Regions from separate parts of the Mus musculus genome. Here all the other regions are linked to region 1. Evidence: chromatin contacts called from public Hi-C, HiCAR-type, HiChIP or PLAC-seq, Micro-C and promoter capture Hi-C data. All regions are on one chromosome and are shown on one strand. Each heading gives the region's core, a stretch centred on a gene start, on an enhancer-like site or on the middle of the called end of the contact. The rest is flanking DNA. Distances are from core to core; before and after follow the strand shown. Region 1 holds the start of Fzd1 (frizzled class receptor 1). Region 2 holds the start of Steap1 (six transmembrane epithelial antigen of the prostate 1). Region 3 holds the start of Ankib1 (ankyrin repeat and IBR domain containing 1). Region 4 holds the start of Steap2 (six transmembrane epithelial antigen of prostate 2). Region 5 holds the start of Cfap69 (cilia and flagella associated protein 69). Region 6 holds the start of Mterf1a (mitochondrial transcription termination factor 1a). Region 7 holds the start of Akap9 (A kinase (PRKA) anchor protein (yotiao) 9).

The links. Hi-C and Micro-C count contacts between places; a contact is called where the count stands out from the background. HiCAR-type assays count read pairs that join an accessible place to other places. HiChIP or PLAC-seq counts read pairs in DNA pulled down with a chosen protein or histone mark. Capture Hi-C pulls out chosen DNA fragments and counts their contacts.
Region 2: a Hi-C map of muscle stem cells shows a contact between it and region 1, with 2.5 times the contacts expected there. The contact joins the promoter of Steap1 here to the promoter of Fzd1 in region 1. A contact is called at or near these places in 3 of 484 Hi-C or Micro-C datasets (embryonic stem cells and muscle stem cells) and 1 of 9 other capture datasets (adipose tissue).
Region 3: a contact with region 1 is called in a FOXA1 HiChIP or PLAC-seq map of pancreatic cancer cells. The contact joins the promoter of Ankib1 here to the promoter of Fzd1 in region 1. A contact is called at or near these places in 3 of 39 promoter capture datasets (the 3T3-L1 cell line, hippocampal neurons and liver), 2 of 484 Hi-C or Micro-C datasets (both in embryonic stem cells) and 2 of 115 datasets of contacts at active chromatin or transcription factors (embryonic stem cells and pancreatic cancer cells).
Region 4: a contact with region 1 is called in a promoter capture Hi-C map of adipose tissue, with 2.6 times the contacts expected there. The contact joins the promoter of Steap2 here to the promoter of Fzd1 in region 1. A contact is called at or near these places in 4 of 39 promoter capture datasets (the 3T3-L1 cell line, embryonic stem cells, liver and 1 more) and 1 of 9 other capture datasets (adipose tissue).
Region 5: a contact with region 1 is called in a HiCAR-type map of astrocytes, with 2.2 times the contacts expected there. The contact joins the promoter of Cfap69 here to the promoter of Fzd1 in region 1. A contact is called at or near these places in 1 of 39 promoter capture datasets (hippocampal neurons) and 1 of 115 datasets of contacts at active chromatin or transcription factors (astrocytes).
Region 6: a HiCAR-type map of astrocytes shows a contact between it and region 1, with 2.9 times the contacts expected there. The contact joins the promoter of Mterf1a here to the promoter of Fzd1 in region 1. A contact is called at or near these places in 4 of 39 promoter capture datasets (the 3T3-L1 cell line, hippocampal neurons, liver and 1 more) and 3 of 115 datasets of contacts at active chromatin or transcription factors (astrocytes, embryonic forebrain and stem cell-derived neural progenitor cells).
Region 7: a Micro-C map of embryonic stem cells shows a contact between it and region 1, with 7 times the contacts expected there. The contact joins the promoter of Akap9 here to the promoter of Fzd1 in region 1. A contact is called at or near these places in 12 of 39 promoter capture datasets (the 3T3-L1 cell line, 3T3-L1-derived adipocytes, cranial neural crest and 8 more), 1 of 484 Hi-C or Micro-C datasets (embryonic stem cells) and 3 of 115 datasets of contacts at active chromatin or transcription factors (astrocytes, pancreatic cancer cells and stem cell-derived neural progenitor cells).

The regions. Positions count from the first base shown.
Region 1 is chr5:4,756,323-4,760,132 of GRCm38.p6, reverse strand. It overlaps Fzd1 (frizzled class receptor 1), which reads left to right and starts at 1,917. Exons shown (of 1, transcript NM_021457.3): 1 at 1,917-3,810. The coding sequence starts at 2,553.
Region 2 is chr5:5,747,171-5,750,980 of GRCm38.p6, reverse strand. It overlaps Steap1 (six transmembrane epithelial antigen of the prostate 1), which reads left to right and starts at 1,664. Exons shown (of 5, transcript NM_027399.3): 1 at 1,664-1,734. It overlaps Gm46900 (atherin-like), which reads right to left. Exons shown (of 2, transcript XM_017321192.2): 2 at 791-2,530. The coding sequence starts at 2,050. The coding sequence ends at 1,367.
Region 3 is chr5:3,801,181-3,804,990 of GRCm38.p6, reverse strand. Ankib1 (ankyrin repeat and IBR domain containing 1) reads left to right here and starts at 1,867. Exons shown (of 20, transcript NM_001289527.1): 1 at 1,867-2,394. It overlaps Krit1 (KRIT1, ankyrin repeat containing), which reads right to left and starts at 1,826. Exons shown (of 17, transcript NM_030675.3): 1 at 1,508-1,826.
Region 4 is chr5:5,691,889-5,695,698 of GRCm38.p6, reverse strand. Steap2 (six transmembrane epithelial antigen of prostate 2) reads left to right here and starts at 1,610. Exons shown (of 6, transcript NM_001103156.2): 1 at 1,610-1,741. All of the region lies in intron 1 of Gm40262 (a long non-coding RNA gene), which reads right to left.
Region 5 is chr5:5,662,120-5,665,929 of GRCm38.p6, reverse strand. Cfap69 (cilia and flagella associated protein 69) reads left to right here and starts at 1,698. Exons shown (of 23, transcript NM_172447.2): 1 at 1,698-2,022. The coding sequence starts at 1,900. Steap2 (six transmembrane epithelial antigen of prostate 2) reads left to right here. Exons shown (of 6, transcript NM_001103156.2): 6 at 1-1,101. Gm40262 (a long non-coding RNA gene) reads right to left here and starts at 1,553. Exons shown (of 3, transcript XR_868231.3): 1 at 1,497-1,553.
Region 6 is chr5:3,891,879-3,895,688 of GRCm38.p6, reverse strand. Mterf1a (mitochondrial transcription termination factor 1a) reads left to right here and starts at 1,756. Exons shown (of 2, transcript NM_001013023.2): 1 at 1,756-1,814; 2 at 3,792-3,810.
Region 7 is chr5:3,926,244-3,930,053 of GRCm38.p6, reverse strand. It overlaps Akap9 (A kinase (PRKA) anchor protein (yotiao) 9), which reads right to left and starts at 1,868. Exons shown (of 48, transcript NM_194462.2): 1 at 1,564-1,868. The coding sequence starts at 1,611. It overlaps Gm51438 (a long non-coding RNA gene), which reads right to left and starts at 1,465. Exons shown (of 2, transcript XR_003955841.1): 1 at 1-1,465.

The sequences.
Region 1 (3,810 bases), core at 668-3,167:
TAGTAATTAATTTTTTTTCTTCAAAAATACTTTAAAGCAAGCTAGACATAGTGGTGTGTACCTGAGGTCCCAGCTACTCAAAAGGTTGAGGCAGGGGGACAGTAATGTTTACACGAAGACTCAAAACACGCTTTACCGTGAACATTACAGCTTCTATGAACATTAAAAAATATAATGATAATGTATCTAGGAGACAAGTACCTGCCATTCTGATTTAATAGGTATTGGTATGACTGCAGGTTCCCTCGGACACCAACGAGCTTCACGGGGCCTGCCCGGATGTAGACAAGCCTCATCTTGAGTGGTGATCTGTACAGTGTATCGGAATGTTGATGTTTCTCCACGCGAGCCTGAGTCCTGCTCCCTCTTTCAGTCGCCCTGGAACCACTTCCCGCTTCTGTGGGGGAAAGCCACCTGCACTAGCTATCTATTGTTTGAACAGTTTGGTTCATGATATTTTGTACCAGCTAAAGAGCCCTTTCTTTCCTGTCATGACCAGGGCATGTTCTCCTTGCCTGCCCCTCAGAAACTTGAGGGGTTTGTTTGTTTGTTGCCTTTTTGTTTTGTTTTCTGTTTTGTGCTTTTCTCTTTTGCATTTTGCATCTATTTCTCCGATGACCCCTCCCATTCCTCATCTCCCGTGTTAGCAGGTCATTTACTTCCCTTGCGTCCCTTTTGAGAATGGGTGGGCACTGCCATCACTGGTGACGTTCCTGTGCCCACTGTACTATGCCCTCCTTTAAATATGTGCCAGGGCTTCCTCTGTGCTCCCTACCTCCTGAGACAGTGCTCACTGTATCATGGATGCTTGGTAAATATCTAATGAAAAGTGAATCTGTATAAAAGAAGATAGAAAATAATTCGGGAACAGTCTCGTGAGATAATATCTAATGAAAAGTGAATCTGTATAAAAGAAGATAGAAAATAATTCGGGAACAGTCTCGTGAGATAAGTCTAATCGAAGGGGGGGGGGACTCTTGATAGAATTAATAAAACATAATAGCACTTTATTGATAAATCCGACTCACACAAGTTCTTGAAAATAAACTTGCAAGAACAAGCATGTGTGTCTGCTGAGGTTGATTATCCTGGTTTGAGTCGACTGACTGACTGTGCTTGGTCTTTCAGACTCACTTTGGTCATGTGTTTTGTCCTTCAAACTAATAGCTTCAGCTTTGACTACTTCCACTGAGGAGGAACTTAAATGACCCAGGCCTCAGAAGTTCCCAACAGACCCTGCAGGGTCCCCAGTGTTTAGAAGCGGCCCTCAAATGGTCCCAGATTGATCCTCCTGTCTGGATGTATGGCTCCCGTGTCTCACGCTGGAGCACCCAATGCGTTGGTTCTCAAGCCGGTTTTCCTCCAGCATTTAATGAATAGCTTCTGTTTTCCTTTACTTCTGTTTCTGATACCATTAAAGAGAAGGGGGAAAGTTTGACTACACGACGCATACTACTCACAGGAGCATCTGGGTTTACAATTTACATCCCACCAAACTTTGCGTTTTGCTTTCATTTGACAGCGATCGGGGGAAATGGCGCGTCCAAAGTCCACCAAGGCCAGTCTGTGAGCTCCACGGTTTATTGGAGTCATAGTTTAAACAAAACCTCGACAGACTTAAATTCAAAGGAAACCCGACTCTCAAGTCAGGGGCACGCAATCAGAACGCAGCACTCAAAGTAGCAGTCTGTGACCAGAGAGTCGAGGGTAGGATTATAAAATATGAAGACAGATAAAAAGCAAGACAGAGCTAAATCCCCGCGGCCAGCCGACTCCTATTCATTATCTCCTGCCGCATATGGGACCATTCTCTTACTTGTCCTCGCCCTTTCTTCTGCAAAAGCAAAAGCGACCTAGCCTGTCCGGCTTCATAGCTACTCTTTGTGCCGGAGCGGAGTCTCTGCCACCGCCACCACTACTTCCTCCACCTCCTCCGGTCTGCTGCGGGCTCCAGTCCGGGCTCGGAGGGAAAGGGCTCCCTTTGCGCTGTGAAGCGGGTGCTGCGATTGGGCGACGGTCCCTGAGCCGCCAGCTCCGCGTCGGTTTCAAGGCTCCTCCCTCCCGGTGAAAGACAGACTGGGGGGCGCCTAGAAACCCGTTGGAGGGCGCGCGAGGGAGAGCAGAGGCTGCGAGTTGAGGGATTGACACAAATGGTCAGGCGGCGGCGGAGAAGGAGGAGGCGGAGGCGCAGGGGGGACCCAGGGCGGCTAGGCTGCCGAGAGTTGGGCGCTCCTCTGCCCGGCTGCGACCACTAACGCGGCGCCGCCTGACAAGAGCCACAGCCTGCCGCGGGCCAGGGAAGAGGGACGCGACCCCGGCGCGCCTGGACCACTCTTGCTCTCCTCGCCGCCCGCGCTTCATGAACCGCAAGTTTCCGCGGCGGCGGCGGCGGCTGCGGGACGCGGAGCAGAATCCCGGGGAGCGGGCAGAGAGCGGCCGCACCCCGACGGAGGGCACGGGCGACCAGCTCTCCCGGATCACAGTGGGAGCCACCACCCGCCGCGCCGCTGCCCGTCCCAGTCAATCCGCGCCGAGGAGGGAGCCGAAAAAGTATGGCTGAGGAGGCGGCGCCTAGCGAGTCCCGGGCCGCCGGCCGGCTGAGCTTGGAACTTTGTGCCGAAGCACTCCCGGGCCGGCGGGAGGAGGTGGGGCACGAGGACACGGCCAGCCACCGCCGCCCCCGGGCTGATCCCCGGCGTTGGGCTAGCGGGCTGCTGCTGCTGCTTTGGTTGCTGGAGGCTCCTCTGCTTTTGGGGGTCCGAGCGCAGGCGGCGGGCCAGGTATCCGGGCCGGGCCAGCAAGCCCCGCCGCCGCCCCAGCCCCAGCAGAGCGGGCAGCAGTACAACGGCGAACGGGGCATCTCCATCCCGGACCACGGCTACTGCCAGCCCATCTCCATCCCGCTGTGCACGGACATCGCGTACAACCAGACCATCATGCCCAACCTGCTGGGCCACACGAATCAGGAGGACGCCGGTCTGGAGGTGCACCAGTTCTACCCTCTGGTGAAGGTGCAGTGCTCCGCCGAGCTCAAGTTCTTCCTGTGCTCCATGTACGCGCCTGTGTGCACCGTACTGGAGCAGGCGCTACCGCCCTGCCGCTCCCTGTGCGAGCGCGCACGCCAGGGCTGCGAGGCGCTCATGAACAAGTTCGGCTTCCAGTGGCCAGACACACTCAAGTGCGAGAAGTTCCCGGTGCACGGCGCAGGAGAGCTGTGCGTGGGCCAGAACACGTCCGACAAAGGCACCCCAACTCCCTCCTTGCTACCAGAGTTCTGGACCAGTAATCCGCAGCACGGCGGCGGTGGTTACCGCGGCGGCTACCCGGGGGGTGCCGGGACGGTGGAGCGGGGAAAGTTCTCCTGCCCGCGCGCCCTCAGGGTGCCCTCCTACCTCAACTACCACTTTCTGGGGGAGAAGGACTGCGGCGCACCCTGCGAACCCACCAAGGTTTACGGGCTCATGTACTTCGGGCCAGAGGAGCTGCGCTTCTCGCGCACCTGGATAGGCATCTGGTCCGTGCTGTGCTGCGCCTCCACGCTCTTCACGGTGCTCACGTACCTAGTGGACATGCGGCGCTTCAGCTACCCGGAACGGCCCATCATTTTCCTGTCCGGCTGTTACACAGCGGTGGCGGTGGCCTACATCGCTGGCTTTCTGTTGGAGGACCGGGTGGTGTGCAACGACAAGTTTGCAGAGGACGGGGCGCGCACGGTGGCGCAGGGCACTAAGAAAGAAGGCTGCACTATACTCTTTATGATGCTCTACTTCTTCAGCATGGCCAGCTCCATCTGGTGGGTGATCCTGTCCC
Region 2 (3,810 bases), core at 415-2,914, 990 kb before region 1:
CAAGTGTCTCAAGGGTTAGGTGCATTCTCTTATTGCAGCCAGATTAGGCAGTCCTCTGCTGTGTATGCCCTACTAGCTATTTTTAATTTTAATTCTTTAGCCACATTCATGTGATACAGAATGTGCCGGTGACGTTCAGCCTCTCTTTACCCGGGTCTCCCATCATAATCAGTCTCACTTGCATCTTCTCTACTTTATCTTTCACACCACATTACTCTCTTTACTTCTAAAATGGCAGTCAGATGCACTATAGGGTCCAGAAATTATCCTTCAAAGGCACATGGAGTCATCAAACCGGGAAGCCCTTGACCCGGAACCACATTACAAAAATATTCAGGTTGGAGACCCAGCTCAGTTGGTAAAGTGTCCTTGTGACTTACAGTTGGAACCTGCAGAGCTCCATTGTGGGAGGAGGGCAATCTCTGGACTTGGAGCTACAATACAGGTTTATTTTGAAATCCTCCCAACCCTTGCTTCTTGGGACTGCCACACCTAGTTATCATCTGACCTCCACGTGCATGCAGTAACATTCATCCACATACCTACAATAAATAAATAAACAAACAAACAAACGTGATGAAGGTATTTGAGTGCAGTTTGGGTGTACAGACTTATTTATAGGACCTAATTTATTTACCCTTCTGGTGTATCAACTTTATTCTTAAGATACACGCCAGAAAATGGGAAACTGAAGAACAACTGCGTGCTGGGAACAGAACCCCTGTGGTTGTGAGTCTTAGCCCACTAACTAGAAGTTTCCCTAACCCTCGGTCTAATGATTTTCTTCCTTGGAAATAAAAGCTGCAAGCGTCTATTTTGCCACAAGGTGTCAGGCCGGGGTAATTTAATCTTCAAAGGCCTTTTACACTATCTGATGGGAGTCAGTGAACCCAAACATTATCCACGGAGCACTAAGACACGCAGGACAGTGGAGTTCAGATCATCCCTTTAATTCCAGCACTCGGGAGGCAGAAGTAGGCTGATCTCAGAAAAAGAGGAGTTTGTGACCCAGGGTCACATTAAAAACAACACTCAGGTTGGAGACGCAGCTCCACCTTGGTCGTTAGTGTCTAGAGTCTGAGTTGAATCTGCAAAACTCTGTGGTGAACGGAGGGTGGTCCCTAGCGTCAGAGCTACGGGTTATTTTTAAATCCTCTCAACCCTGTGCTTCTTGTGACCACCACACCGAGGTATCATCTGACCTCCACGTGTGTATCATAATATTCATTCACATAGCTACAATAAACAAATAAACCCGGTGTAAAAGTCACTCACAAACTCAGATTCATCCTCTGACTGTCCTAACAGCTAGTCGTCTGAGAAACTGCTCTGTTGGAAGAGCGCTCCACCGCGGACGGCGTAATCGCTACAGAGCAGTTGGTCTCCAAGTGTGGGATCCAGGATCACTACAGCGTCGCCCGGCAACAGGCGAAATGCACAACTGCAGATTTCGACCAGGTCCCAGTCGGTTTCCAGTGAGCCCTGCTGGTGACCCTGGGTCCCCCTTGCACAGCCAAGGATTCGCCCCCGGCGACGCCCCTCCCACGGCGGCCGCAGCGAAGCCCCTGGGTGTGAGCAGGAGCTGGTCTCCGGCAGGGGGCGCTGTGCGCGCGGCGGCCGAGGGGCGGGGTCTGCGGAGCGGGCTGTGCTGGGCAGCGAGATTCGGGCTCCGCGTGGGACTGGGAGTCCGTCCGGGCAGCGAGCGCCTCGCCGTCGGGTCCCACGGAGAAGCCGGTGAGTCCCGAGTCTCGTTCGCAGGCCGCTTGCTCCCCGCCTCCGCGGGCCTTGGGAATCTGCTGCGGGCCGGGGAAGGGGTGAGGCGGGTCTCAGGGGCGGGCGGTGGTGCTCCGGGCAGCGGGGCGCCCCTTCGGCCCCTCGCGGATCTCGGCGAGCCCCGCGGGGAGCAGGTCTCCGCGGTCCCGGCTCTGGAGCTTAGGTCAACTTTGCAGTCAGGTTGGGTTCCCCCGGTAAGTTTGCCAACTTGGCAGTTTCCGCAAGTTTGCCTCGCTGGATGAATGACTCGTCCTGCTGTTTGAGCTGGTTTCTTCATGGAATTTTTTTTTTTTTTTTTTCATTTTAAGTCTTTGGAACACCGGTCCTACTCTTTCGGGATCTGAGTAGGATTCGGGTTTAAAATAGTCAGAGCTTTTAAATAAGGCACTCTGGTGAAAGCAACTAACAGACGTTTGTAGTCCAAGAATTTAAGTCCACTTCAAATTTAGTTATGCTGTTCCGTTGAGGTGGGGGATACATCCACATCTCGATATAAAATCAAGGGAATGTATTTAATATTAATGTTAAGCACTTGGGGAAGCAATGCTTTAAGAAACAGCCCGCTGTAGAACACCTTCCCCTCTTCCAATAATTAACTGTGGCAAAGCAAAAAAATACATTTGAAAGACTCGTGGGACATGCACTGCAACCCACAATGTATTCCAGTCACTGGGTTTCTTGGATTCTAAACTCCTTCCCATAAACATGAGTCTGTTGGGCTGTGTCAATATTTAGCAGGAACAACAAGCCAGCCAACCTAATCCAGGAAAACAGAAATCACTATTTAATGGGGAAGAAAGCTGGAGAATGTTGGTTCAAATCCTGGAGTTCTTGACATCTCTGCACTATGCTGTTTCCTGCTGAGTTTGCTGGACAGCCTGATGAAACCTCTCCTGTAGAAGTGTAATTATAGGTGTAGCTAAGGTCTGGTGGAAGAAGGCATGATTTATTTAGCTGATAGTTTGTTTTCCTGGTTTCTGGGCATACAGTCAACAATCACCTTTACGGGCATTGGCTCTTTTCCTTAGCGATGCTCCTCAGAGTGGTACCATGCAAACAAATGGCTAGGCATCTCCTCTGGGCCACTCTGTCCTTCCACCCAGAATCTCTCAGCAGTGGCTGTCTGTCATGTCAGCAAGCACCAACAACTCACTGCAGGTCACAGGACTGGGTAAAGAAAGGGGCTCTCATCCGTTTTCTCCACTTCCTTTCCAGAGCCACCATCTGTCTATACACTATTATCCTTTAAGATGTATGGCATTACCACACAGGTCTTAATGGAGCGTTTCCCTGTCCTAAACTTTCTTTGAGAACAGACTTATCATTTAACTTTGTATTTCCCGTGTCTGCCATCATTGTTCAGTGTGATTAATGAATTAACAGTGAACAGCTATAGATTTATGCTTCACTATCTTAAACATTGTGAATCACAAAACTTAAAATACACTCTAAACGTAGCAAACTGTTTCTTATACTTGTTACTACAGTGCATGCTACCCTATTCCTAGATACCCAACACCAACCTACTCACTTTATAGTACTGGTTAAGGTCAGAAAATGGCATGGGTAATACATTTTGAAGACAGACTGTTAGCCCCTCAAGGGCAGCCTTGAAATCTCCTTCTCTTTTTCCTCTTTGATATTGGCCTTGTAAGAACTTGTTGAATGACCTAGACTTTACCCAGAATTCTTTCAAATGGAAATGGTCAACACACACCTCAAACTCAAAAAAAAACAAACAAACAAACAAACAAAAAGGCATGAACTACTGCCAGCAAGATTTGTCACTGTCCTTCTTCATTTTTTTTAAATTTTTTTATTGGGCATTTTCCTCATTTACATTTCCAATGCTATCCCAAAAGTCCTCCATACCCTCCCCCCCACCCCCCTACCCACCTACTCCCACTTCTTGGCCCTGGTATTCCCCTGTACTGAGGCAGATAAAGTTTGCACAACCAATGGGCCTTTCTTTCCACTGGTGGCTGACTAGGCCATCTTCTGATACATATGCAGCTAGAGACACGAGCTCCAGGGGGT
Region 3 (3,810 bases), core at 618-3,117, 960 kb after region 1:
AAAGCCAGGCAACAGAGACAGGGACAGCCGAAACTAAAGGTCTTTCCTTGAAGACGTTTGAATGAAACATTAGGATGAAGACATTTCATCTTGTTTAAAGTTTTGAGGATAGTTCATGGAATTTTTTTTTAGATAAAAAAATTTTAATAAGAACATTCTAAAAATCCACTACATGCAAAAGAGCTGCCTATAGAAAAAAAAAGGCTTTTCTTAAAACTTCCTGTTTAGCAACTGCTTTTCATCTCAGATTAACACCGACTAAAACATAATAAACTATAAACAAGATATATACATATGTATGAAAGCCTTAAAAACTGCAAACCTCTTAAAAAGACACTGTATTATAGACACTGTACAAAGAACATGGCAACTATAGAAAATGATGCTTTCTATAAAGTACCTAAAGGAGAAACTAAGTAGTTAACTTTCTGCACAGAATTTAAAGTAAACCAATTCTTATCTCAATCAATTCATAAGAAAACGTCTATTAGCAAAGTGTTTCATTTGTGAATACTCATTATATATTTTAAATACTCATATTTTAAATATATAAAACAAACTTACTGCTAGCAACATATTCGCAAAAATTCTTTTTTTTTTTATTTTAAGTTTATTTTTAAAAAAGTATTTGTACTGGAGCACTTAAAATAGTCTTCCAATGACATAAAAGGAAACAAAGGTTGAAGCCAGGAAAACAACAAAAGCTACCAGCGATGAAGGTGAAGCTGGTGCAACTGAAACCGACAGGAAGAGAGAACTAGTCAAAAGAATAAAAATAAATAAAGCCATTGCTAATATGCTATATGGCTCACTGCACTGGAGAAATGCTCAGGCATGAATGATATGCTGCCTAAAAAATGAGGACTTATGTAAGTGGAGATGGTTCATAACTTGGAGGGCTGTCTGCGATTTTTTTAAAAAATATGCAGGGATATTGTTGATTTTCATTATGATTGACAAAGGAGAGGCATACAATTTTCACTTAGTGCCCACAGCAGGGGTAATTACTCCTTTGTGGGTCAGTGAGTTTGTTTACAATAAAGACACGCTAAGTTCCCTGAGAGAGCAGGACAGGAATGGAGCTGAAATCTTGAGGTCGGCCAACCACATCAAGGCTTCTGGTGAAGTTACAAAGACCGAGGGGAGGAGAGAGCAGAGAGTGCAAGCCAAAAGGAGACATAAAGGAAGAACTCGGATAGATGGGAGAAGACAGCTACAATCGATAAGCTGTCACTGTCCTGGCAATGACAACACTGCCTGGGAAGTCTTTCCCTTGGCACCACCCACCAGTGCTCCCCTACCGGGAAAAATGCAAAGCTGCTTTTGCTCCAAAAGTTCCCACCCAAGAGACGCCGGTGACTTTTCGGTACCGGCGTGTAAGAAACAACACGCCTTGATGCAGAGCCTCGTGGGCGAGCTTCGGTGCTCCTGCCGTTGGCTCCAGCCGGCGTCTGGCTCTTCTTGCCTTGCTTTCCTTGTTTCCGCCAAGGAAACGGGAAAGACTCACCCGGGCGGGCGGCGGATCCTCTCCCGAGCCGCTACATCCAAGTCAGTGGGTGGGGCGGCAGTCGAAGGATGGCGGAGCCAGCCCGTCACCGTTTTCTCATTCCTTCTGCCTATCTAGGAGGCCCACCCCAACTTCCTGTGGCAGGAAGCCCCTGGATTGTCACCAAAAGCCGCCCCGCGAGTTCGGGTCTCAGGGCACCTGTTCCCCACCGTCCTTCCTCTCCCTCGGCTCCAGGAACCCTTCAGCCTCTCCACCAGCTTCGGGCTCCCAAAGGCCTCAGCTCGCCATCCCACCGCTACCGGCGCCGGGCAATAACTTCCGGGGTTACGCCCCCAAGGCCGCTTCAGGTTTGCGGCTGAAAAAGCTTCCGGGTCGGCCCGCGGGGAGCCGCCGTTCGTGCCGGTCCGTGCCACTTCGCGCGGCGGCCGCAGCTGTCTGGGAGCGGGCGACCGTGAGCTCGCGGGGTTTGGCGGCAGCCGAGCCCGACGCTAGCTATAGCAAGGACGGGGGTCGGGGAAGGGAGGTCGGCCTCCGCGGCTGCGTGCGCACGCGGCACGACCATGCGCTGGACTTGAGCGAGCGGCGGAGGCAGGCGCCACCGCCCCCCTCCTCCATAGCCTGAGAGCGGCGGCGCGCAGCGGGAGAAGATGGGGGGCGCCCGCCCAGTGTGAGCTCGCCGGGCGCGTCGGGCTCGCGCAGCGCTTCCCGCGGGCCTCCAGCGCGCATCCTCCGGCTCCCGCAGCCGCCGCCGCCGGCGGGTGGGTGGGGCGCCGAGTGGACCCGAGAGGTCACCCGCTCGGCGCGAGAGCCAGGTGGCCGCGACAGAGGAAGACCTGCAGATCTGGGGGGAATCGACGCGAGCCCGGTCCCGGCCGGGAGAAGTAACCGTAAGTTTCTGCTTCGCGGCTCGGCTCTGGCCGAGGCAGTCTCGAGCCTGCCTAGTTCACGCCCTTCCGCGTCTCTTGCGAGGGTTGCCCTGTCACCCCTTCTCTCCCCGTCCCCGAAGGAGCACAGCATCCTGTCTGCCCTACGGGGTTTCTCGCGCTCGCGAATTTGCAAGCCTCCCGGTTTCCGCGGCGCGTCCCATCCTCCACACACGTCTACATAGCCTTGTCCCTCTGTCCTCAAAAGATTCGTGCCCTCCTTCATTTTCTGTAGAACCCCGGACCTCACAGTCTCCGCAACCCTTGTTGGGACCTGGAAAGCCTTGGATTCCACTAACTCCGTGGACCTGAAATAGTGAGGAGCGACTAGGTTAAAAGTGCTCTGTAGGACTGTCATGGGTGGGGATAGGTGCAGATGGCACCACTGAACCTTTATTTGTGTTGCTTTTGCCACCCAAACAAAAGAATGAACGCTCCTCTGTACCCTCATTCCTCTACGTATGTGTGAACTGTTCGTACATTGATGTTTGAGTCGGAGGTAATTGAAGCTACAGCTGTAATGAAGCAGGTCTTGAAGAGTTTTTATTCTCACAAGCGTCATTCTTATGGAACGGCATGTTGAAAAATCTTTGGATTGAAAGACCCATTCAGGTTTACTAGTAAATGTGAAGACCAAATGTGAAAACATCTGGAGTTTTAGATAGTGTACTTTGGATGCTGTTAATTTCTTACTGTTTTGATTACTGTTTGACTAGGCTGTTTCTCGTTAAATTTTAGTTTGCATTTTTAGGTTGCTTTTGCAGAACTTTCCAGAAATTAGATTAAAATATAATTTTAATACTGTCAGTGATTAGACAGCTGTCAATGCATTAACTACTTTTTAAGGTACTATTAGAAAGCAAATGATAATTCTAAAAATAATGTTACTCTGTACGGTGTAGGTTCTGTTAATATTCTGTAAACTAAGGTAGTATGGTAACATTGGTGATTTTTTTTTCTTGGAAATTATTTCTTTAGGAACAATAAATATGTTTAGTCACCCCAGCAAGCCGTTTAGCAGTTTATCTTGGGCTGTAACTTTACACTTCACAGTTTAGTTTGAAGCAGACGCAGAAGATGTAGCTCCCACAGTCTGTCTGGAAATGGACTTTCCTTGGCACAGAAGCCCAGCACTGTGCAGACTTGAGGGCATTGTTGAAGGTGTAAAATCAGCTTCTGATGAAGAAGCTCTAAGGGTTTTCCTCAGGGAATGGCTAGCTGCATGGAACAATCTTTTTTGAAAATTCCACTAGTTTCTTTTATCTTTGGGACAAAGAGGAAAGATAGGAACAACATTTCCTACTTAATTTATTTGTTTTCTCAAAGCTCTGAGAATCTTGAGTTTATGCTATGTACGAGTCCTGAAGTCATGTATGCAGT
Region 4 (3,810 bases), core at 361-2,860, 940 kb before region 1:
CGAAATCAACTTTATATACTTTGAAACTGTAACTGGAAATCACTGGTAAAGATGGCCACCGGTTCATGAACTGGACCGGGAGCCATCTTTGGAGCACTTTGGGCCAGCCTGGCATTTTCCACCCATGGAGGATGTTTGCTTATTTTAACAGTTCAAGTATGAAAAGCAGATACTCCTTCTGGAAATTGTTGACTCATTCATTCTTTTGGGAGGCAAATGGTTTCGCATACTATTTTTTTTTTTAAATAAACAGAGTCCATGTCTCAACAGCTTTTAAAGATATTTTAAATGTACAACTTACCTGTTTTCTGTAATAACTTATGGCTTTGTACAACTGAGAATAAAAACGTGATAACCTTTGCTAGACCTTATGTAATGCTTTTGTTTATGTGATTGGAAAGCTACATCTTCTCACCAAATGCTAAGGACACAGCAGTTTCCTCCACTGGTCCTCCAAAAGTGTTAGAAATACCCTGCTGTTTTCACTATTTGACAGTAGTTGAAGTGAAACAATAAACACTGATATAAAATGTAAGGATTTTTTTTCTCCCCGTTACCAAAATGGAAAGTATTTCCCAGTTGTCAGTCTTTCCCCCTAATACATCACTAACAGCGGAGTTTGTGCCTAAACTTTAAACCTCAGCTGTATGTATTTGGGGGTGGGGAAGAGATGCTTTTCACAAGGATCAAACAAAGAATGTTTCCCAGGTTGAACTTGCAGAGGTTAATCTGTGTATGCCTTTCAAAGGGGAAAGTGCAGTGCCCTGAGGATCGATCTAAGACCCTCTTCTGCTTTTGTTCTGATTTGTCTAGTTAATAAACCACCAAGAAAGATAATTTTTAAACCTAATTTGCTGAAATGAGAATTTACTAACGTCTGAGGGTGGGGGAAGTAAATTTGACAATTTTCGACAAATTGGTTTTATATTAAAAAAAAATCTCCACTGACACTTTTGACTAAAAAGGTAAATAAAAGATCCCCATCTACTTGTTAATCCAAAATCGGGGGGGGGGGGGATTAGAGAAAGCAAGGTGCCCTTACACAGCTCAGCGAACCCTGGATGCTCCAAGGCCACTGCAGCTCTCCGCAGGCACGCTGGTCTCCTGACTCGGCTTCACCTTCCAGTCCGCACAGAGCTCGGGGGCACCGGCGACAGGGAAGGTCAGAGTCCACAGACTAACCCCTACAGCCCACGGCTGAGAAGGGCCTCCAGTCCCAGGGAGTTTTAAAATGCGGTTCGTGGAAGGGCATTTCTGATCATTCCCTTTCAAGGACATGATGCAGCCGAAAGGGAGAAAAAAAGCGCACTTTCTTCGAGGTTTGTGTGGAACAGAGTAGGGAGAAGGGGGGTGGACAGGGAGGAGGGCACTAATCAAAGCCAAGTCCGGGGCGGCGTGGCGAGCGTCTCGGAGGTAGTGGAGTGTAAACGCGGGCGGGATCCACGTAGGGCTGCTCCCACGGGGGGTCTCCGCAAGATCGCGCGCAGGCGTGGGGACCGCGGCCGGGTGGGTCCCCACGCACTCTGCCCCGACCGACCCGCGCCCCCCTGCGCGTCACCGCCAGCCCTGCCTCCGCGCGCCTCCTCCTGCTCCACCTCCCCGGCGCGGCGCGGTCCGGCTCGGGGGCAGGAGGAGCTTGGGCGGGAGGAGCACTCCGTAGGCCCGGGAGCTCGGCGGGCCCTCGGCGCGGGGGAGCCACGGCGCTGCGCTGCGAGCGTGGCTCGGAGAAGAGGGCGTGGAGGTGAGCCGGGTGGCCAGAGCGCCGAGGTGGCCGATCCGGGGTCGCCGAGCAGCGGGTGCTGTGCGGGAGCCGCATCTTTCCTCCCGGATTCCGGGGGGGGCTTGGAGCTGGCCAGGGGGCGAGTGGGAGGGGTGCTGGAGGGCGTCCGTCGCACGCATTCCGCCCCCTTATCCCCGTCGGTCTTCCCAGAGCTCTGGGAAGTCCTCGGGTCCGGGCCCAACAGAAAGGAGGCCAGGAGAGACCTTGTCCCAGGTCGGATGTGCCCGAAAGGGAAAGGACCCGCAGGTTACTTTTGCCAGCCACTTTGGATTGATGCGGCACTTTTCACTGTCGTACAGCACTGCTTGCCAAACAGGTAAATAATGCCTGCAGTGGCTTTGCTTATAAACCCGGTCATGTAATCCGGGTGTGCTCAGGCCATTTTGCGTTTAGAAGTAATTGGTCTGGTCTTTCAGTGTCCTTAATTACCTCTGCGTCCCGTGTTCAGCCTCAGCTGAAACTTGTTGAAAATTATGCCCTAAAAATCTTGTTCTGAAAATAACATAGGGAGATAAAGAGATTTTATTTTTCCTGTGGTCGGGGAGAATTCCATTTATTATCTTCACTATCCTGTGAAGCAGGATTGGTGTCAGTGTTTACTCTTCAGGCAGATTGTTTGTTTGTTTGTTTGTTTTTAAGTAGAAAAACTTATTCTGACCCACATTTAATTATCGCCCATCACTGTAGGTGAAATAAAATTCAGACTCCTGCCCCCACTTCAACCCTCAGTACTTGATTACCTAAAGCCCCAGTTAACCACCCCACTGCTTGCAACCTTCTTCTCTCTAGTCTACCCTACCACCACCCTTTTAATAGTTTTTTTAATTACTTATTTACTGAGTTGATGTTTTCTTTGACACTGTACTCACCCCCCCCCCTCCATCCCCCGCATCCTCAAGATAACCTATTTGGAAACGTAAGATAGGAAAACCAGAGTGTTTAGCTGCACCGGGGCAGCTATCAGGCTGCCTGGAGATGCTCCTGAGATGGTGGCATTCACTGCGGTTTCTGCCTCTCAGCTAGTCTGGGCGGGGTGGGCTGGCTGGGGCTGGGGCTGGGGGGCAGTTTCAGCAGTGATAAGTTAGCTAATTGTGAAAGATGGGAATGAGGAGCTTCATGAAATCACTCTTATTGTACTGGTACTATGGAAAATGCTCTTCTATTGAATGAGCATAATTGTACTTTAGCACTGGAACAGAGCACAGATAAAGGCAGAATTTTAAAATGATTACACATGATACAGAAAAAAGAGAAGGGTAAAGATGCAACGAAAGCTCAAAAGGCTAGGCCTGTGAGAAAAGAGGCAGGCAGAATATCTGGAGGTGCAGTTACTCTTTGCTCAGCCTGTAACTATGACTCTGAGGTAACCAAGACATTGACATAGACATAACATTGACACACCACTTAAATCCTCTGAGGCCTTTTGGGCCCACGGATCTTAACCATGGGAAAGAGAGATCTGGCCTAGAGCCTCATTACATTTTCTTTGGCCTTGGTGTTTATAAAAATGCATTTAGTGACAAAGAACATTCATTGCATACATAGTTGGTATGTGCCAGGCAGAGTGGATAGGAGTGTGTGTGTGTGTGTGTGTGTGTGTGTGTGTGTGTGTGTTTTGAGGATTTAAGTAAACAGTCCAAGAGCAAATAAGCACTTCTTTAAAACAACTCCCCGGGAACTTAACAGGGGCTGGAAGATGCTTGGTGAGTAGGCTGGAATCAATCACATCTGTAGGAGGCAGAGTCGGGTGGAAAAGAGATCTGTTTTTTCCACTTCTTGAAAAGAATTCTGGGGCTGGGCAGTAGGAAATATGGGGCCATCAGGATAAGGCTGGAGAGGTGAGCAGAAGCTGTCATATTTGGGACCTTTTGGGTCACAGTCAGGTATGAGAAGAAGCCGTTGACTTTTAAGGAAGAGAAATATTTTATGCCATTTGTGTTTTAAGGGGACCACAGCTCTTAGGTAGAGAGTGGGTATAGGTAAAAAGTGAAGAGAGACTGAAAGGTAAAGATAAGATACTGGCAAGCGAG
Region 5 (3,810 bases), core at 449-2,948, 910 kb before region 1:
CGCGTTTCTCTATTATTAATTGATCTTTTGTTGAAGTAATTGGACATCTCGGTAGACATTAATCTTTTTATCCATCTATGTTCACCTGCATCATCATAAACAGGGATCAATGAATAGTAATTAAAATTAAATCCACACATTTAAACAGTCGAAGCTCTTGAAAACATAAACCTTGGTGCACTTCTAAGGAGAAATGCTGTGAAACAAATAATTGTCACCAAGTCCATTTGCAAATAGAGGAAGCCCCAGCCAGTTCCTTTTTCTTTTGAGATGGCTAACTTTGGTAAAACTGTTCCAAAACAATAATAACAAAAAACTACACATCATGAGCTTCTTAGTTTTTATATGTACACTTGTTAAAATGGGCATTATTCACACCAGGAGGTGCAAAGTTCTGCATTCCTGACGAGCCCCTAATGGCCACACAGTTAGGAAACCCATGAAAACCACTTTGAGTAGCAAGGATCTAAAATGCTTAATCTAGATAATTTACAAAATTCTTTCATTTTACCTTAAATCAAAATCTAGCCCTTGACATTTTCATGAACACTTATTGAACACCTTCTATGATATTGACTAGAAGGACCAAGAGTATGGCCTTCAGACCAACTACATCAGCATCACATGGGAACTCACTATAAAGGCAAACTGGAACCAGACAAGGTATTCACAAACATGCCTACCTACATCTCCAGCATGTCACAGGCTGGGGACACACAGCCACACCTTCACTCAGCAAGTAAGCAAATTAGTGGCTATGTACAAATTTTTAATTGCCTTAGTCTCAGTAGCATAACATGGTTGGGCTATTTCGTCAATAAATTCCACTAACTATACAGTGAGCACCAAAAAACAAAACAAAATAAAAGACAAAAAAAAAAGAGCATGCCACTAAGCGTGACATCTAAAACAACAGAAAAAATACAGGCTTCCTGGGAAAGATCAGGCCAGACTGTTTCATAGAGTGTAAGCCTTCTGAAGATGGTAGCATGAAGTTTGTACTCTATGAAGAGATCACAAGGCGACTGAGTATGAAGTGCGTGAGACTTCTGTCCCTCTTGCTTCTCAACCTACTAATGAATAAAATAAATGCTATCGTAGAAAAACAATTACAAAACTGGACTGTTGATTTGCCAGGTTGGAGAACACATCCTGTGAAGAATGTCAGTGTCTTTCTCTGGTTGCAAAAACGAGAACTTTCCATCCCAGGCCATACTAGACACCCAACCACTCTACTGCTCGAAAGATTTTCAAAAGTCTGTACTATGCCTTATTTGTTTGTCTAACTGTTCAATTAGGCCAGTACAAAAGTACAACATATATATATATTTGTGTGTGTGTATATATACATATATATATATATATATATATATATGTATATATACACACACACACCTGGGAAATTAAGCTACACTGACTGGTCCTATCTCTGCAGAAAGGGTAAAGTGCTCAGATTTCAAGATTATGCCAATCACATCCCTCAGAATGCATCTTACCTCCAGCTCATACTCCTCCGCCCCACACAGGCACTTATTAAGCAAGGGCCATTGCTACAAGACTGAAACACTAAGTGCATACCGCGATCTCAGTCACTGGTCTCCTTTGTCTCCCGCGCCGCACACCAGCAGACCCTCTTTTGGTGAAGTTTGGCTCTCCCAGCTTCCGTAAGCCCCGCCCCTAGCAACGCCCGGGCTTGTGTTAGCAACTGGAGCGCGCTGGGTGCCTTGGTCCTCCTGTGGGCACTAACAGCAGTTGGATGTCCGCTATGTTGCTGCGGCGGGGGTTACGACAGAACTTTCGGGGTCTTTCTCCTCCCTAGCTCAGCAGCGTGTTTTCTGCCAGGGCTCGTGGGTCCGTGGCTGCGGACGCACCTAAGACCTCAGGCTCCCACCCCGAACCATGTCCACCGCGGAGGCCTCGGCCACCACGGCCGACGCCGCCGAGGCGGGCGGCAGGACGAAGACCGGCAGTCCCCGCACAATCCCGGTGTTTGGGGTGGCGATCCCGGATGGGGAGATGCAGGTACGGCCGGGCTGTGCAGCAGGAGCGGAGAAGGGCATAAGGCTCCAGGGCAACCCAGTGGAATGAAGACCAGAATGAGATTTGGGAACCTGTGGGATGGAGATAATGATAGCCCAGCTGATCCCTGGAGGCTAGTGAAGAGGGGACTGGATGTCGTCAACCAATCTGTCTGGGGACTCTAGCTGCGTGGTTCTCATAAAGGGCGCGGGGGGGGGGGGCGAGGGGGGGAGCGCTCTTTCAAGTGTGGCCACGACAGGAACTGACATTGATTTGATAACTAGATCACTGTGGTGGGTTTTTGGTCTATTGATCCGTTATAAAGTGGCGTTCCCTGGGTTTCTTTCCTGCTAAATTGCCTGCTTCTGAAGCTTGCACTCACAGGTAGGGCAGATGCTGTTTGGAGAGCTGGGCACAATTTTCTTTGTTGTGTTTATACTTGTTTTCGGGTTTGCTATTGTTATAAATGTAAAGATTATTAAAATTGGGTTGAGGAACCTCTCTGCATTGCCCCCACACTAATGGTGTGGGGGGCCACTATGGGAATTCCTGTTGAGACGTCACAACTCCCAGACTGCGTCAGGAACTCTGTCTCCTGTGGCCACATCCTGGAGCCTTGGAGAGTTACTTGGGAGCAGTCAGTTGGCTGGGACTACTTCTGTGGGAACTGGGTGGAGCTCTCTGAGGGCTCTCACACATGTACGCCAACAGCCCTCAGAGTAACTACTTTTACATAAAGAGGGGATGCCAGGGGAATTTCCCTAATCAGTTTTGTGGAGGTATTCCTGTACAAGATCGGAGACGTGTGAGTGATCACCGCTTTCCACTCTCTGGGCTACAAGGAAGCTAGGCATTGCCACTATATAGGTGAGTTTGACTCTCATTTTTCTTTGGGCAAAGATTACATGACACAGACAAACGAGTTTAAAGACGTTCAATGGGTCATTGCAAAAGAAAAAAGAAGTTCGTGACATAGGAAGTAACATAGCTAGAAGTGTCTTGTGTTCATTCCTGCCTCTCCTTCTATGAGTATTCATATTGTTAGAAAGTACTGAGAGAATCAAAAGGCAATTTCTTCCTAAAGAAATGGAATAGAAAACAATTCAGAATTAGGAGAAATCTTGGTGCTCTCTCATTCCTCTTGGGTGTATTGCTTGCAGTTGCCTTTACAAATAAAGTGTCTTTAAGTCCACCAGGAACTAACTGTAGCCACCCAGTTCCTTTACTCACTGTGGGGCCTAGTGTTCCTAGTAATACTTAAGACGATAACCTTTAGTCCTCTGTTCAAGTCAGCAGAGAGACCTTTGGACGCTTCAAAATTCAAAGCATTCCACTTTTGCCTGTATGCAAGAAACAGCTAAACCATTCCACCAGCTATGAAATCAAAGACATGTGGAGATAATAATGAAGATTAAGATGGAGATTCTGATAGTACTGATGTTCATTGTGTTCAGCTTAGTGAAGGCCTGGAGACTGCTCAGTGGGTATGGGTGCTAGATAGCCTGACTTCCATACCCCAGAATCCACCCACGTGTTCAAAGGGGATAACTGACTCCTCAGTATGTTCTCTCGCCTCCACACCCACCTCCCTATACAAAGTAAATATAAGCCTAAACACCTTTTAAAAATGTCAGTTGTAAAGACTGTGTACAGCTTAAACCAAATGCACATAGAAGGAGTATATAGTGCCACATATACCAAGATACTCAGTTTTGCCATCATTCTTTATTCATGGAGGCATCTAAAGCTTGGGATATTTATTTGTCATTAAAACTCATGGAGTGCTGGGTG
Region 6 (3,810 bases), core at 507-3,006, 860 kb after region 1:
CTCAAACTAATTTTAGCAATCTGTTCTAATCTTCTGGCTCCTTCTCATTGTCATTTTACCTATATCTAGTTCTTTTCTCTCTTCAACCTATCTCTATAAAACTCTCCTGGTAAAACTTCCTCCTCCCTCCCTCCATCCTTCCCTCCACATCTCTTCTCTCTCCTGAGAATTGATCATATCCTTATTCTGTCAAATGTTTCTCTGATTCATCATGTTATCTGCCATTCAATAGATATCACATTCAAACATGAGTGCTTCCTTCTACAAACTAACTTTACTTTCATTCTTTGGGATTAATGGTCTATAATAAGGGCATGTTTGTATTCCAGCTAGAGGGATTAACAGTATGTGCTAAGGGCATGCCTGTATTCTGGCTAGAGTAGACATGTTGTTAAATTAAAATCCTTCTACACACCTTGAGTGTAATTACAGGAAGATGTAAGATTTGTATAATTGAAAAAGAGGTAGCAAGAACATTTGTTTATTGAATCCTGGTGCCAATTGATGGTGGTATTTTATGTGTGGGTTCTCTTAGAGGAATGGAGGGCTAATTTCTTCTCACTCTAATTAGGTTTGTTGAGACTTAGACATTAGTGGTAAAGTAAGGGTCTGTGAACTTCTCAAGGAAAATCTAGTGAGGCAGACAGAAAGGGCACAATAATCAATATTACTAATTATATCATTATTATTAGTCTTTGGTTGTAAGAGGCCAGGGGCAATTCTGAAGATAGCATAGACATGGCATTTGAACTACACATTGAGTCTAATTCCCAAGGATTTTAAGTCTAATTTTAGGGAGGGGTTCATCTTGACTTCCCTACTCTCCTCCTTCCAAGTGAAGTCATTTAAAGTCTCAAGCATCATTACATGTCACCATCCTTTCAAAAAACAAATGGTGTTTGCATAGCAACACAACTTTCATACAAAGTTGTCTTGAAAGAAAGAAAGAAAGAAAGACCCTTAAGGAAGATGAGAACCCCAAATCAGCCTCTTGAGAAACATCATCTACCACACTGCTCTTAGTTCTCTTTACCTCTTCTTTGCCCCTCATCTTTCTCTCCCTGCCCTTGGTCTTCCCAACCTCTCCAATATCTCAGCTGCACCTTTTCCTCATTGATATCACTTTCAAGAGGACTAAAGCCATCTCCTGGTGTTCATAAATGAAAATCCATGGGGCAGGCTGAGGAGAGAATATTCAGGCAGAAGCGAGACCATGGGAGTTACGGTCCAGAAGGCAGAGGTTGTCTTGCTTTCCGCAATACTGGTGAAGGTAAGCCACACGTGCACCATAAATAGCTACTGAGTAATCCCAGGCAAGGAATAAGCTGTGATCAGTAGTTTCACTTTCTGGGTAAACTGATTATTAATAATTTAAATTCCCAAATAGAAATCTTTATTCTTACAAACACCAAACCAAACAGAAAAATGCAAAAGAATTTGGGGGAAATAAAAACCAACCAACCTACCAAACAAACAAACAAAAACCCCCAAGGTCTATAAAGCAACCTAAAAGAAAGAGATCAAACTGAACCTGTTCTTTGGTACAGGCAGAATCTCAGCCCCAGCCAGAGGGAAGCCTTGGCGCCGCCCTGTGGTCTCGAACCAGCCCAGAGCCCAGAGTCCCCGCAGCCACAGTCTCAGCCGCCCCCTGCTGGGCTCCCGCGGTCAGGCGGCCGAGGATTTAGGCACAGCGCGCCGGGCTAGTGACGTCACCTCTGCGCCAGGCCGAGGCCGGAAGTCAGCCGTTACTTCCGCACTCCGCTCCCTCCCGGGCGTCCAGAGGCGGAAGTGAAAGGTGTCTACCGGGAGCGTTGGTAGGAGCGCGGATGCAGTGTGCGGGCTGGGGCTGGGGAGCTGCTGGAGCCTTTGCGAGCGGCTTGCGAGTCTCTGCTAGACAGGGCGATGAATGGCTAAAGGCCATTGCAGAACTGCCCGAGGGAAGGCGAGCCTTCGATGTGGGATTACGGCGGTTCTGAGTTTAGACTCATCAAGCCCTCCACACTTCGTACAGCAAAGAGCTCGGCATTGGCTCGGAATTTGTAACTTTAGGGACAGTGCCCACCCTTAGGTTGTTGTATATATAGGGCATTACGAAATAATGTATGTGTAACGTGGGGTTCTGGTATTAAAGTGCGTTTGCGATTCCGCTACCTTCCCCCCATGCGTTGCCGTTTTCTTTTTATTATGACTGAGAAATGTTTAGTTTGCGAGAGGTTGTGCATCTCACAAAAATGATTTGAAGGTGTCTAGCCTGGATCTCTTTATTCTCTACTACATTGGTTGTATTTTTGCCTTTTTCTTTTTCGGATTGGCGGTGTGGTGGTAGAAACATCTGGCCCTTACCTTTTCTGGAAATATCCAAAGTCTCTCATCTTAACGACAAATCCGATGCTGAAGTGTAGTTCTAAAACAAACAAACAAACAAACAAACAAACCAACAAACACTCTCCACTTAAATGCTGCTTCAAAAAATTAGCTGATTGTGGTACCCCAATGCGAATGATTATCAGTTTTCTTTAAAAGCCTGTGAGCTTTCCAACTGTGGGACAGAATAGGACGTATATCTTCCTCCTTGGACCTCACTCATTACAATCATGGAGATTTTTGTGATATTTGCTAAATTTAACATTCCTTTTAGAATGTTGTTTATTTTTAGAGTAAGACTGGAGTCAATTCAATATCTACCTTTGTTTTTTAAATTGCATTATGCTGTATAGTTTCCCGGCTGAACAATCTGTTTTTAAATGAAGAGTGTGTTTATACAAGGCCTTGCAATACAACTAGGATTCAAGAAAATGACCCTTTCTGAAAGAAAAGGCAGTTTAACAATATGTGAGACTTTAAAAAGGTGTGTGTGAGTACAGGCACGTGCACTTGCTGGTGAGTCTGATATAAATGTAGTTAGTACTGGTAGGAGGAAGGGGTGACCAAGAAGGTGATGGGAATATGAGAATAATGAAGACAAACAATAGGACATGCTTCTAATGGAGAATTTAGGTTTATATAAAAGTTATATATGTATATGCATGTGTATGTGACAGGAAAGCAAGGTCAGCTTTGATATGTTTAATGAACCCTTCAGCTAGTGTTCTTGGCAAACTCTTGTCCCAGGTTTAAAACCTAACAACTTTGAACTAGAAAATTAATTCCTCCTTCTTCTTTCTGGGGTTGGGGAATTGAACTCAAGTCCTCATGCGTGCTATGGACGTATGCTGTACCACTGACCTACCTCTGATTTACACCACATTCCCTCAACTATATCATTTTGAAGATGGAAAAGAGTGTAGAATTATTGCATTGTAACCAAGCAAACAATTTGGTAAACTGAGGTAGAGATTGATGTTGATAGGTGTTGTCCAGAGATTTGTGTAAGCATATACATATATATGCTTATATATAATATATAATGTTTATATATAACATATGTTATATAATAGGTAATGTATAAGTTATAGTATGTAATAAACATATAATTTATAACATATAGTTATATATATGTATATATATATATATACATGTGTAATCAATGTGATCCACTTAAAGGATATTATAAATTCAAAAAAGACATTAAAGATGGAAAGTAGACAATCTGAAGTGTGTTTTTTTTTCAGAGCTACATTTAGAGCTTTAGATTAAGGTAGCCAGAAGCAAAGAAATTAGTGTCTGTGGGCAGGAGAGCTGGAGGGCGGGATGCTTTCTCCTGGAAGGCCCCTTGCATTTAAAGGATCTGGATATTGTCATTAGTTAGTCACATAATATTGTATGTTAACATTATATGTTATTTTACACAGCATTTGAAAAACTTTGGGC
Region 7 (3,810 bases), core at 619-3,118, 830 kb after region 1:
AGTAGCTCACACACAGAATTCCATCGCTCTGAAGGTTAACACAGAATTGCCCTAGAGTCTGAAGCCAGCCAGCCTGGACTACACATTGATCTCTAGGCTCACCTGGACTATAGTCTAAGATTCTGCTAAAGAAAGAAAGGGTGGGAGAACAAGAGAGGAAGACTGCACACTACACCTCCAATTCCTTCAATGCTCTGAGCCCGGTCAGTCCCTTGGGGTGCACAATGGGAAGCTAAGCTGGGCTTTCCCTCCATTTATAGAATGCCACAGAGACACATTCAAATCTTGACCTTACACAGAGGATGCTTATGGGAAACCAACTAACTATATTCTAGAAATACAAGATTAGCTATTGCACACACTCCTTTAACAAACTAATGCTGAGCATGTACCAACGTCTCTCTCCAGTAGGGCCCTTCACTCATTACTGACCTGCTTCCTTTGTTAATGATGTGAGAGAAGAAAAAAGAAAGGTAGGTGCCTTCGTTAGGGTTACTATTGCTATGATGAAACATCATGACCAAAGCAATTTGGAGAGGAGAGGGGTTTATTTAGCTTACAACACTTCCATATCACAGTTCCAAACTAACAAGTACAATAAGCTTAAAATATAACTTAATTATTCCCAGTAACAATAAGGTCTTAAAAAAAGGCACTATATCTTAAAGGTAACTTCATTTTTGGGAGCAAGGAGGTCCAAAGGTAAGCTCAAACAGGTAATTTTACAAAGAAATCATTCTATTCCATTCATAACAGTGTCAAATTATTTAGTAAGCCCACTGGAAGATGCCTACATATAAGTCTGGATTATACATGACTTGCCATACCCGCATACCCACACAAAATCAAACTTACCAAATACATAATAACAAATACATTATCTAAAACAGCAATTCTGTAGGTGTTTTAGTCTATGGAACCTTTCGATGCCCCGAAGTTCCATTCCACACATTACAAAAGAGCCTGCCATGACAAAGACCTCAAGCACGAATATACAAAGAACGGCAAAAACAAAAACAAAAAACAAAAAACAAAAAGAACGCCCCTACAGCCAAGTTCACAGCTGGCACTTGTGGCACACTCAAGACACTGCCGAGGCAGCTGTCACAGGCCAATCACACACACACACCAAGAGTGCCAGCGTGACACCTCAAGAAGGCAGGCTGATGGTCAGCGCAGGGGTGTTCCCGGAATAAAGAAAACCCTAAACCCTTGCTCCGGAAAGCACAAAGCCTGGCCGACTCCCTGAACTCCCTTCAGAAAGTGAAAGGGTGGTGGCTGCGAAGCAATTCCTTAGCAGTTAACAGCCGGGGTGAGAGGGGGTTTTGTGTGGCACCGGGGAGAAAGGAACCAAGCCGAGCGGTGCAGTCATCAGGTCTCCAGCAGCAGCAAGAGAGGGCGGCTCTTCAGCCCCAGCCGCAGCCCCCTAGCCCCAGCCGCAGCCCCGGCCCCGGCCCCAGCCCCAGCCCCAGCCCCGGCCCCGGCCCCGCGGCCCGGCCTCTCCCCCAGCCTCCGCCCCGGGTCACCGCCTCCCGACGCGGCCCGTGGCCGCCGCGCTCCTACCTTCGCCTTGCCGGCTGCCAGCTTCCTTTGCCTCTCCTCGTCCTCCATGGCGTCTGCAGGGTAGGCTGGGACGCAGTGGAGAGGAAAGATCTGTTTAGAAAGAGGCGGACAGAGCTCCGTGGCCACCCGGGACACGCTGGGCGCTCACCGGCGACTCGTGCCGGCCTGCACGGGCCCCGCGGTCACCGCCGCCATCTTCGTCTCCACGTAAACACACGGCGGCCGGCGGGGCGGAGCGGGCGGGCGGGCGGCCGGCGCAGCCGCGAGCGTGGCCCGGCAGGTGCTTGTGCGCGCCCGGCTTGACCGGGGCGGAGGGAGGGTCAGGGTCCGGCGGCCCGACACCCACTGCTCCGGGGACCCGGTGCTCGGAACACGCCGCGCTGCATTTCCAATTCCAAAGCGACCGCGGCCTCACAACAAGGAGCCGCAGTGGAAAGGGCGAGGGCGGAACCTCCCCCCTCCAACCCGGGGAAGCCTGATCCTTCCTTCACCCCAAATCCCTCCCTCAGTTCCCCCACAGGTTCCCTCTCAACCCATAGTCTTCTCCTTCGCCTTGCGCTGGAAGAGCAGCCTACGGTAGAGCCTTCTCCCAACTCTTTGTTCTCTGGAGTGAAGCTGAGACACTCCTAGGGGCTTCCTTCTCCTTGGCAACTGTGTTCCTAAGGAACTCGAATTCGGAATCTAAGTTGGGAACAAAGCCAGTCTACCCTAACTTTCCCTCCTCCAGCCCCCCATTAGTTATTTATTCACTTTACATCCTGACCTCAGCCCCCCTCTCCTCCCATCCCCCCCACCCCACCATGACCCCTCCTGGCTTACCTCTCTCCCCTTCACCTCTGAGGTAGACATTACCTCAGGTAAAGGGCTGGAAAAAGGTTTTCCAAGCAAAAGGGACTATGTTAACTTTGAACTTTAAAGACCTTAAAACAGCTATGGTTCTCTGACTTTACCTGGAGTTCTTGGACGAGCTGCCTAATATTTATGACTGCTCCTGGAATGTGAAAACACTCAAACCTTTGTCCTTTCTATTTCTTGAAATGGCTACTGTGAAAGATTATGCCCAATAAACTTTGTTACATTTTATTGAGCCGTGCTTATAAATCGATTCTTAACATCTTTCCTCCCCCACCTGCTCTGGCAATCCTTTCTTTCCCTTCCCTCACTCCCTCTTTCCCCTCTCCTGCCCCTCAAATCCATTTCTGGAGTGAACGAACCATTTTAGTGTCTCAGATTGAGCCTTTCTTCTTTGTTTTAACATAGGTTTGGACTGAAAAATTAGCAGGTAAGAACTAAAGATATTAGTTTAATCATAGAAGTAGTGTTAACTGGATATACATATGAAAGGGGGAGACTAAAAACCTTAGCTCTATCAGACACCAAAAATGTTTCTAGTACCTGTAATTTAGAAATCTTATATTTCAAACATAATTGTGCCAACCTAAAACAATCAAGTGTGTATTTGCCCCATTTTCTCAGCTGGAATTGGGGACGTGAGAACAGACACCTCATCATAAGAATAAAGGAAAGTAAAAGAGGCTGATCTAAGAGAGGCGTGTTTTTCTCGGGAGCCCTTTGTGGCTCCAGGTCTAGAATGAAGTGTTCTAAACTGCCTGGAGTTAAGTGATGCTCGGTTGATTCTGATTGCCTAGGAGGAGCAAGCCCAGGATATCTGACAGACTTCCTGTTTGTTAATGGGCTCTCCTTTCTCAGTGGCTCAGCAGGTCAACTCTTTGTTGCAATCTGTTCCATCTTAGTAACTAAAGATGTTAGTGATCTGCTAAATGTTGCAAGATTATTTCTGCATTTCCCTTTAGATCACTTATATCAATTATATGTACCTGTCTCAGGCATAAACGCTGCTCAGTGACATAGCTGATCTATTAGAAGGGCACATCTGTGGAATTATGGCCATCTCTTATGATACCTGTTCAATCGTGTCTCCATGTCATGTATTCATATAATTCAGACAAAAGGAAAATGGTGGTTTATATGCCTCCTTTTATAGAATAAGAAACAGAAAGCTTGAATGGTTAAACCACTTGACAACTTCCCATGGTTAGGTAATGGAAGTCATAGCTAGTGCTGCCAAGCCGTGAATTTGAGTCTTTTTCTATTTAGCTGTCTATGTCTCCAAACAATAAAAAAAAAAAAATTAAAAAATAAAAAGGGTCAGGATTTGCAGAGGCTCTTTTGTATGTGTGCTCTGAGTGCACACGTATGTTTACATGTGTGGAAGTCAGATATGTA